Regions from separate parts of the Sus scrofa genome. Here region 1 is linked to region 2. A link is a contact called in public Hi-C data. All regions are on one chromosome and are shown on one strand. The core of a region is the stretch at or near the end of the contact, and the rest is flanking DNA. Distances in the headings are between cores, read along the strand shown. Region 1 holds the start of ARRB2 (beta-arrestin-2). Region 2 holds the start of SLC25A11 (mitochondrial 2-oxoglutarate/malate carrier protein).

Region 1 (4,689 bases), core at 1,869-4,368, 200 kb after region 2:
TAGTCCCAGCACGGCGGCAGCCCCTCAAAGCGGGTTCCCATGGCAACCCCCCTAGCTCCACCCTCACTCCTTCCCCTCCTCCCGTGGCCTTGGCCGCTGGGTTGCCACAGGAACCACTTAGGCTCTTCCCAGAGGACCTCCCCGCAGGGGACCTGAATGGGCAGGTTGCAGGAGTGTCTGTGGGAGAACGAACCCTCCTTCCATCCCTGGTCTCCACCTCTAACAGGAGCTGGAGTCCTTGCAAGAGCAATGGCTCTGGCCTTTGCCTCCGAAAAGGTTCCTCTGATGGGCAGTACCTAAGTGCGACCCCATTTCAGCAGCTTAAAGAGCTTATGTTTTTGAGGGCCCCTCTGAGCTATCATCTCCTTTAGAAAGCAGATCTAGCCTTGGAGCTCCCGTCGTGGCTCAGTGGTTAATGAATCCGACTAGGAACCATGAGGTTGTGGGTTTGATCCCTGGCCTTGCTCAGTGGGTTAAGGATCCGGCGTTGCCACGAGCTGTGGTGTAGGTCGCCGATGTGGCTCGGATCCTGCGTTGCTGTGGCTCTGGCGTAGGCCGGTGACTACAGCTCCGATTCGACCCCTAGCCTGGGAACCTCCATGTGCTACAGGAGCAGCCCAAGAAATGGCAAACAAACCAACCAACCAAAAAGCAGATCTAGCCTAGATTCCAGTCAGTCCCCCCAGATTCTGGGGGGATTGCTGTCACACCTTGTTGAGGCTTCACCCGTGGTGGATAGCGTGTGAGGGCAGTGAGCTGTGTATCATGTCTCCCTAGACAGACTGTGAGCAGCTGAGGCCTTACTGGTTTCGGCAAACCCAGCACAATGGCAGCCATAAGACAAAGATGACGATGCTGGCTAACACTTATTGGAGGGATGGTCCACGCCCAGCACTGTGGCAAAGTGTCTCGTGTTGTGTTATCTCATTCAGTACTCTTAGCAACCCCATGACGGCGGTCCTAATGTTCCTGTTTCACAGGTGAGGAAACTGAGGCGTAGGAGAGGTCGAGTATTTTGCCTAAGGTCACAGAGAATATAAACGGTGGAATTCAGGTACGAGCAGAGGCAGGCTGGCTCCCAGTCGATGCTCCCATCACTAAACCATTATCCTGTCCTCCCTCTGTAACTGCCATTATGTCTGTTGGAGGGAAGGGGATTTGTTTTCCAGCTGCTGAAACAAATCTAAGCCTGGACTCCAGCCACTGCTGGGAGGGCAGGGAGGTACCTGGCAACCCCTGTGCCCGGGCCACTTGTGGGCCTGTTCCTTGCCGATCCACCTTCCTCCTCCCAGCCCACTCTGCCTCTGCAGTGATGCCTGGGAAGGGTCCCCAGGGCCTAAAAATTGAAATCCTGCCAAGTGGCCCATCCCTCTTTCCAGTTCCACCACCCCAGTTTCTGCTGTAACAACTTCCCATGCCCCTTCTTCCCAGAAGGCCATCTATCTAAAGACCATAAGGCAAAAGGGATGGAGGCTCTCCATAAAGGAGAGCAAACACTGGTATGGTGGCAGCTAGGATAAGCACCCCATCTCTTGTCCCCACGCGAGGGCTGTACTGCAATGGCACCATCCAGCTCTCCCTCCCCTTTGCTTCTGGTTTTCCTCTTTAGCCCAGTGTTTTCTTCCAATTAGGAGTCCTGGCAGAGGGTGGTGACAGCCACAATCCGTTGGACAACTGGAGTGTGGCTGTGGGGTAAATGCCTTGAAGCAGCTGCAGGGCACCTGACCTTTGGAGCCGAACCCAGCCAGCCTCCTGCCACGCTGAGGAAGAACAGCGTTTGTACACTGAGGTTGACCAAGAAGGTAGAGTGTGGGTGACCAGAGATGCCCCCCGGTGGTGGTGGGGAGCCGAAGCAGATGCCCCCTCACACTTCCTACTATTCTCTCCATTTCCTGTGGCCCAGAATTTGATGGGGGTGGGAGGAATTGTGCCAAGTCAGCAGTCCCCCTTTGGTCCCATCCTTCCCCCTCCCTGAACCACATAACGGAAATCTGGGGCCTCCCTCAAGTCAGCAACTTCCCCTTTCTCTGTGTTTAACCCCTAATCCAGGACGCCAATCGGCCCTCTGATCATCTCTCCAGGATCAGTCGACTTGGTGCTCAGAGATCTATGTTTTCCTACTCTATTGGTGGGGCTGATAGGGTGTTTTGCAGAATAAGTGACAGCTCAGAACCAGGCCACCATTCCTGTTCCTCTCTGAATAGAAGCCAAGAGCCCCAATCTTTTTCCTCTTTTGCTCCTGCTCCCCAGGGACTCAGGCATTCACCCCCTGCCCCCTTGGGGGTGTTGGGTCACAACAGGAAGTGGATTTTGCTAGAGACCAAAAAAGAGAACTGGAGGTGTCAGTGGAGGGAAGGAGCCTCGATTGCACAGAAAACATCCGGGGAGTGGATGGCGTGCCCAGGGCAGACACTGCCTCCCCTCACCCCCAGGAAGAGGGGTAAGGCTCAGATCGGGGAGGGTCGCCAGGCACTTTGCTGCCCCAAGATGAAGCTGTTGCTCCTAGCAACCCAGGGGAAGGCAGAAGTTTGTAAGCGGAGCCACCCGGCCCTTGGGACAGGTTGGGGGAGCCCGACTGCTTGGAGGGTAGTGGACAGGAGGCTCTCCAGTGGCTCAGCACGAGTCTAAGGGGATCCCCCTCCTGGCATCCAGCCTGCCCATACCAGTCCCCTTGGGGCCGGCCACCTGCTCCTTCCTCCGCCCCTGCATCGCTGCCTGCATCGGAGAAGCCAGTCGTCCAGCCCCCACATCCCTTCGAGAACCCAGATACGGGTTTCCCGATCCCCTCAGAGATCCCCTTGCAGGGTCTGTGGCATGCGTTGCCCTCATTATCCTCGAGGACCTAGGCGTGCGGCCCCGGATGGCTGCCCCCTAGGGACCCAGGCGTCCGGCCCCTGAATTTTCTCCCGGGTGTCCTTGTCTGGGAACCGTCCCAGTACCCGTCTGGAGCCGCCACCCACGTCCCGCCGCGTAGCCCCACCTCTCTTACCTGGTCCCCGGTTTCTCCCCCATGGTGCGCGCGCCCGCCGCCCGCCCGGTTCGCGGCTCGCTCGCAGCCTCAGAGCCCGCTGCCAGGTCCCTGCTCCTCCCCGCGCCACTGCGCACGCGCGCCCCCGCTCTTTCTCCACTCCCCTCTCCCCTCCTTCCCGCCCCCCCCGTCGGATCCTGGGGAGCCTAGGCCAAATGCGTCAGCCCGGATCGCGCGCGCCCCGGCACTGCCCGCCCTCTCCTCACAGGCACTCGCTGTGATTGGCTCCTCCAGCCGCCCTCCGCCCCCCATCTCCACCCCGGCCGAGGGACCCCCCCTCCCCGGCGCGCGCGGTCCCTGCACTCTGCTCTTCCCGCCCATCTCTCCACCCCTCCGCGCCCGCTTAGGCACTGATTGGGTCCCCTCAAACGAAGGCGCCCGCCTTCAGGAAATAAGAGCCTCTGATTGGCTTTATCCATTCCGGACCCTGCAGGGGTCCCCGCCCCTTTGTTTGCTTTCTCAGCGACGGCGGAGGCGAAGGGGGTGGTGGGGGCGGTGGATGAGCTCTAGCAGTCTGGCAGGGAGGATGAGGGGATCCACACGTGGGCGAGAGGTTCCAGTTGCGTGATGCTCGCTTATTGCGCGCCGCTCGCCCGCTCACCCTAGAGCTTGTTTCCTTCTTTGGCCCGCCCTCCTGTTTCCTTAGCGTGATGTGTCAGCTCCCCCTAGTGTCGGTATTTGATCTTCGCAGGGCTACTTTCCTACCTTTTTCCACCCATTCATCAAAGCGAACATCCATTCACGCACGCTTGCATCTATTTCATCTATCTATGCCCATTTTGCGCTAATCACTAAGCTAGGCGATGGGGACCCAGAAATGAATTAACATGGCCCCTGCCTTCCTCGTATGGTTGAGGAGACACATAAACAGGTACTATGATCCCAGGAATGCTTTACTAGAGATATGACTCAGAAGACAAAGCGACTCTCAGCCCTTTCCTGGGGGAGGAATGGAGGGAGGGCAGGCTGTCCAGAGGAGGGGGCATTTGAGGATAATCTTCCTGAAGGGTGGGCGGAAATTGAGAAAGGGTATTCTGAAGAGAGAGAAAGGCGAGGCACATCCTGTTTTGAGGTTTTTGTAGGGTGAGAGGGCAGGGGTGATAAGACTGGGTTGGATGAGTGGAACAGAGTGTGAAGGGTTTTGTAGAGCAGGCAATGGGGGGGCGCCTCTCCTGGAGGAGGGCGGTCGATCCAGTAGTGGGTTTTGTTTTTTTTTTTTTTTTTTTTTGTCTTTTGTCTTTTTGTTGTTGTTGTTGTTGCTATTTCTTGGGCCGCTCCTGCGGCATATGGAGGTTCCCAGGCTAGGGGTTGAATCGGAGCTGCAGCCACCGGCCTACGCCAGAGCCACAGCAACGCGGGATCCGAGCCGCGTCTGCAACCTACACCACAGCTCACGGCAATGCCGGATCGTTAACCCACTGAGCAAGGGCAGGGACCGAAACCGCAACCTCATGGTTCCTAGTCGGATTCGTTAACCACTGCGCCACGACGGGAACTCCTGTTGTGTTTTTTTGTTTTTTTGTTTTTTTGTTTTTTTTTAAGCCAAGGAGTGGTATAAGATTGCTCCTATAGGAAGATAATCCTGCGCGGTGTGGAGGTTGGAGACAGAGAGGCAAGACTGCTGTAGACTAAACCCAGTCAAGGGGAGATGATGAACAGCA
Region 2 (4,617 bases), core at 1,581-4,080:
ATCTGCTGCTGGATTTCCTCTGCAGGGATCAGGGCATTACACACTGGGGACCGAACCTCCCAGAGGAGTCCTTTGGTAACCCTGGACTTTGGCTTTCTTGCCCCAACCCACACAAGGACTGACTTCTTTTCCCCAAGCCTTCAACCCTCCCACCATCTCTCAGTCTGAGCTCTACTGAAAACCCAGCTGTCCAGATCCCCGGACCTTACCACTATTCCACACCATGTTCAGAAGTTCATTGGAGTTTACGTTGTGAACCACAGCAGCACCATACCCAGCCTTCTGAGCATTCAGGACCTAGGAAGATGAGGCAGATTGGAGCCATCGTGGGCCTTCCTACCCCAGTCCTGATGCATTTTTTTTTTTTTTTACCCTTAGCCTCCCATCTCCCACTCCACATTCAGCAACCTTGAGGTCAAAGTTGCAGTCGAATCTTCGAAGCAGTGCAATAAAGACTGACCCATTGACCGGGGCTGGGGGTGGTGGGGCAATGGGGCTGCAGGCATTGTCTGGGTGAGCCTCCACAAGGAAGCCCTGGGAAGAGAAGCAAACAACAGTTGGATTTTATCTCCCCAGGTTCTGCTCCCACAAGTCCTACCAAGCACACTGGCCCCCACATGCTGCATGTCCTCATTCCTGGGGGTCTGAGCATCCCACCCAAGTCAGAAGTCCACCTCTTCTCTTAGCCTCCTGAAGATGCAATTGCAGCAAACAACATCTCTCTACCAGACCCTCCAACACTCCTCTCCTTTTCCCAGATGAGCAAATCTATACCCCGCACTCCTAGTTAATTCTTTTGCCTTCCGGTTTCCCTCTAATTGTAACCCAATTCCCTATTCATATCACTCAAGCTGTTTCACATTCTCTACTCTAGTACATGCTCCTACAGCATATACTCCCCTCTGTTTAAAAGAAAAAAAAAAAGTACCCTAAATGGAGTTACTTGTGCTGAGCCCCATAACACCAAGCTTAATTTATAATTTTAACCTCCCCCAGAAATGGAATCCAGCACTAGTGAGGTAAGCTGCCCGAGAGTCCCCCTACCGTCTCCTAAAGAAAGGTGATCTTGCCACAAATAAGTCAGCTTTTTTGCCAGCATAACTTTCCTGTCCCACCCGCTTCTGCCCCTAAGTCTTTAGTTTTGTATAGTTCTTCAGAGATCCTTTCTGTCTGCTAGGTGGGATACTGCTCAATCCATGGGGTCGTTGAATACAAGCCAGTAAAAGCTTTAAAATTCACTCAGTTGAATTTTGTTTTTTTAACACCCTCTTCACTTTCCAATTACCCATCTTGGAAACAACTATACTGGTATCTATGGCCCAACTGAGTTCTTGCTATGTGGCAGTCTTTGTGAAGTACTACAAAGCTGCTTACCTAATTTAATTCTCACAATAATCCTGTGGTAACTTTTACTGTTATTCCATCTTTACAGTAAAACAAACTAAGGCCCAGAGAGATAATTAACTTGTCCAAGGTCATAAAAACCAATAACTGGCTCTAGAGACCCTACTGATAAGCACCACCCCTGGTGCCTTTTATCTTGGTCCACTTTCAGTCTCCTTCATAAGGCTCAGAGTTCTAGGAGTAGACTTTGTCTCCTCCCTCCGATTCTGGATTCCACCAGGCCAGATGTGCTCTTGCGCTAAGTTCCTAACTTGACTCTTCTACCTCCAGCTTCAATCATCCAAGAGGGAAAATTTTGGGAAACAGGAAAAAGGGAAGAAAATCACCTGAAGTCCCTCCTGGCTCAAGGCAGCCCCAAAGAGAGCTGGGAGGTCTGCAAAGTCCATGCTGGCATTGTGGTCCGAGATCTGCGGCAAGAGTCCATGTCTCTCCTTTAGCCTGCAACCTCTCCCCTTCAGCGCCCTTCCCCCATCTGCCCCTCAGACTCACCGCTCGAATAAGCCCCTGGCTGGGGGCCACTCCCCACAGCACAGTGGCCACAACCACAGGAAGCGGGAAGGCCGCAGGGTGCATGGCAGCGGGAGGGGAGAGGCGGAGGAGGCCGCGTCCCGATAGCAGGAGCAGAAGCGGAGTTCTGCGCCCTCTCTGGCCCTTCCTCAGGGTCCCAGGGGTCCAACCACCCCCAGGTCCCCCTTCTCAGCTACATGGGGACGAGGGGAAGGACCCCCGACTCGGGGAGTGAGATAGCCAACCCCCTTAGTGGAGCCGGGAAGGCGACACTAAAAATACCCTTTTCTGGTATAGGAATAAAACGGGGGAAAGGAACAGAAGCAAGCCCAGGTGACAGAAAAACTTCTGGAAGGGTGGGGGGAGATCACGGAGGTGGGACTTCCGGCCAGGTGGGCCGTATTCCCATTCCCTGTAAGAGGGTTTCCGGCAAAGAAGGTCAGGCCGCTTCCAGCATTGGACGCTCCAGACGAAGGACTTCCGGTCCTAAAAGTCCGGTTAAAAGAAAAGATTAGAGGTGAGAGGAGTGCCTGTACAGACGAAAGGAGCACCGAAGCCCCAGGCAACAGCTTGGTTGTTTCCCCTCTAGTGCCCAGGATCCTGCAACTGGCTGGCTTACAAACCTCTCCGCCTCCCTCTGGCCGCCGCCACTGCCGCCGCCGTATCTTCACGTCTCGCGAGAGTTCTCCCACACACATCCCTCCCACCTGCTGAGAGCTTCCCGTACCTACCGCGAGGGACTGCCTAACTCGGGCTAGTCTAAGCTCACGAGATCTCGCGAGATCTTCAGAAACCCTCTTCTCTGTGTTCCCGCGACTCCAATTCGATAAAAATTGCACCTATGCTCTGGCTTCCTAAATCAGCCACACCCCTTCCCGCACCCATTCTGGAAGCTCCTCCTTCAGCTCCGCCTTACTCCCGGCTGCCCTTGCGCTCGCGCCTGCGCCAACTTCCAGCTAGCGCTGGACCTGAGAGCCGGAGGGGTGTGCGCGCGCGCCCTCGCCCCTGTTGCGCGCGCAGTGTCACCTTGGGCGCGAGCGGGGCCGCGCGCGCACGGGACCGGGAGCCGAGGGCCATTGAGTGGCGATGGCGGCGACGGCGAGTCCCGGGGCCGGTGGGATGGACGCGAAGCCCCGTACCTCCCCTAAGTCGGTCAAGTTCCTGTTTGGGGGCCTGGCCGGGTAAGCTCAGGCCCCAGGGATGGGACAGGAGGAGGAAAGGACGGATGCAAGCAACCAGGCCCGGCTCATCTTTGGATCTGTTAGAGTGAACCGAGCCGGCACGGGGTCAGCGCGGTCCCCGTCGTAGTGCGAGATCCATGATGGGCTACCAGGATCTTTTTACCCATCGCAGGGTCCCTTCTGGGCTGCATGCACGGCTCCTGCCGGGCCGCCTGAGTTTCCCAACCCATTGCTTGGCTCTGAGGGGCTGTTTGGGGTTCCAGGTCATTGCATGGCTCCTGCTGGACAACGTGGGATCCCAGGTCATAAGTGCCCACCTCTCTTCTTTGGGTCCGACTGCATGCAGTCCTGGGATCCCTGCTTGACACCCTTGGAGCTGCATGGAGCACTTTTCTTGCATGGCCCCTACTGGACCCCTGGACTTTTCAGACTTATTGCTCTTGGTACATGTGGAGACTCTTGTACACATGTCCGCCAGCCTCCTAAAACTTGGTCAGTCACATGGCAGACCCTGCCCTTTGTGACCTCTTGTTGCCAGGTTCCAGGGGGCATTGGTAGATCTGGAACACCTGGCACTTGACTCCACCCCTTTCTTTCCCCAGGATGGGAGCAACAGTTTTTGTACAGCCCCTGGACCTGGTGAAGAACCGGATGCAGTTGAGTGGAGAAGGAGCCAAGACACGAGAGTACAAAACCAGCTTCCATGCCCTCACGAGCATCCTGAGGGCGGAAGGCCTGAGGGGCATTTATACAGGGTACTGGGGCCAGATGATGGGGGAGGTAGGGTGTGGGTTGGCAGCTCCAGACCTTGGCTTGATGCACTGACCCTTTCGCTCCCCAGGCTGTCAGCTGGCCTGCTTCGCCAGGCCACCTATACCACCACTCGCCTTGGTATCTATACCGTGCTGTTTGAGCGCCTGACTGGGGCTGACGGTACACCCCCTGGCTTTCTGCTGAAGGCCCTGATTGGCATGACTGCAGGCGCAACTGGTGCCTTTGTGGGAACGCCAGCTGAGGTGGCTCTTATCCGCATGACTGCTGATGGCCGGTGAGTTCCAGGTTTGAGCCTGACCCCAGCTCCGTTCCCTAGAATCTCCAGTGAAAGACCTGATTTCTTATCCTAGAGCTGGAGTACAGCATTCACCCGTTCACGGCCTTCTGGCCTCCTTTTCTTCGCTCCTGTGGGGACAGGGTGGTCTCTCCTGAATTTGGCCTCTTCCTGCCTTCCCGCCAGGCTTCCACCTGACCAGCGCCGGGGCTACAAAAATGTATTTGACGCCTTGATTCGAATTGTCCGGGAAGAAGGGGTCCCCACACTATGGAGGGTGAGTGAAGGGGCTGGAGACCTGGGGGGCGTGGGGGTCAGGTCTTGGGCATTTCTGACTCCACCCCCCCACCCCCACCCCAGGGCTGCATCCCTACCATGGCTCGGGCCGTCGTCGTCAATGCCGCCCAGCTCGCCTCCTACTCTCAGTCCAAGCAGTTTTTACTGGACTCAGGTGAGACTCAGAGCCAAACCCTTAGC

What was found. A called contact is a pair of places that touch in the nucleus more often than the background predicts.
Region 1: a contact with region 2 is called in a Hi-C map of skeletal muscle, with 6 times the contacts expected there. The contact joins the promoter of ARRB2 here to the promoter of SLC25A11 in region 2. A contact is called at or near these places in 2 of 5 promoter capture datasets (fetal liver and fetal skeletal muscle), 4 of 47 Hi-C or Micro-C datasets (embryonic fibroblasts, heart right ventricle, liver and 1 more) and 2 of 2 datasets of contacts at active chromatin or transcription factors (alveolar macrophages and skeletal muscle).

Annotation. Positions count from the first base shown.
Region 1 is chr12:52,167,244-52,171,932 of Sscrofa11.1, forward strand. It overlaps ARRB2 (beta-arrestin-2), which reads right to left and starts at 3,119. Exons shown (of 14, transcript XM_021067791.1): 1 at 2,990-3,119. The coding sequence starts at 3,012.
Region 2 is chr12:51,967,964-51,972,580 of Sscrofa11.1, forward strand. It overlaps SLC25A11 (mitochondrial 2-oxoglutarate/malate carrier protein), which reads left to right and starts at 2,831. Exons shown (of 8, transcript XM_021067766.1): 1 at 2,831-3,092; 2 at 3,695-3,847; 3 at 3,934-4,140; 4 at 4,327-4,417; 5 at 4,501-4,591. The coding sequence starts at 2,998. RNF167 (E3 ubiquitin-protein ligase RNF167) reads right to left here and starts at 2,848. Exons shown (of 10, transcript XM_003131906.4): 1 at 2,535-2,848; 2 at 1,894-2,397; 3 at 1,731-1,811; 4 at 409-534; 5 at 210-297; 6 at 1-19. The coding sequence starts at 1,977.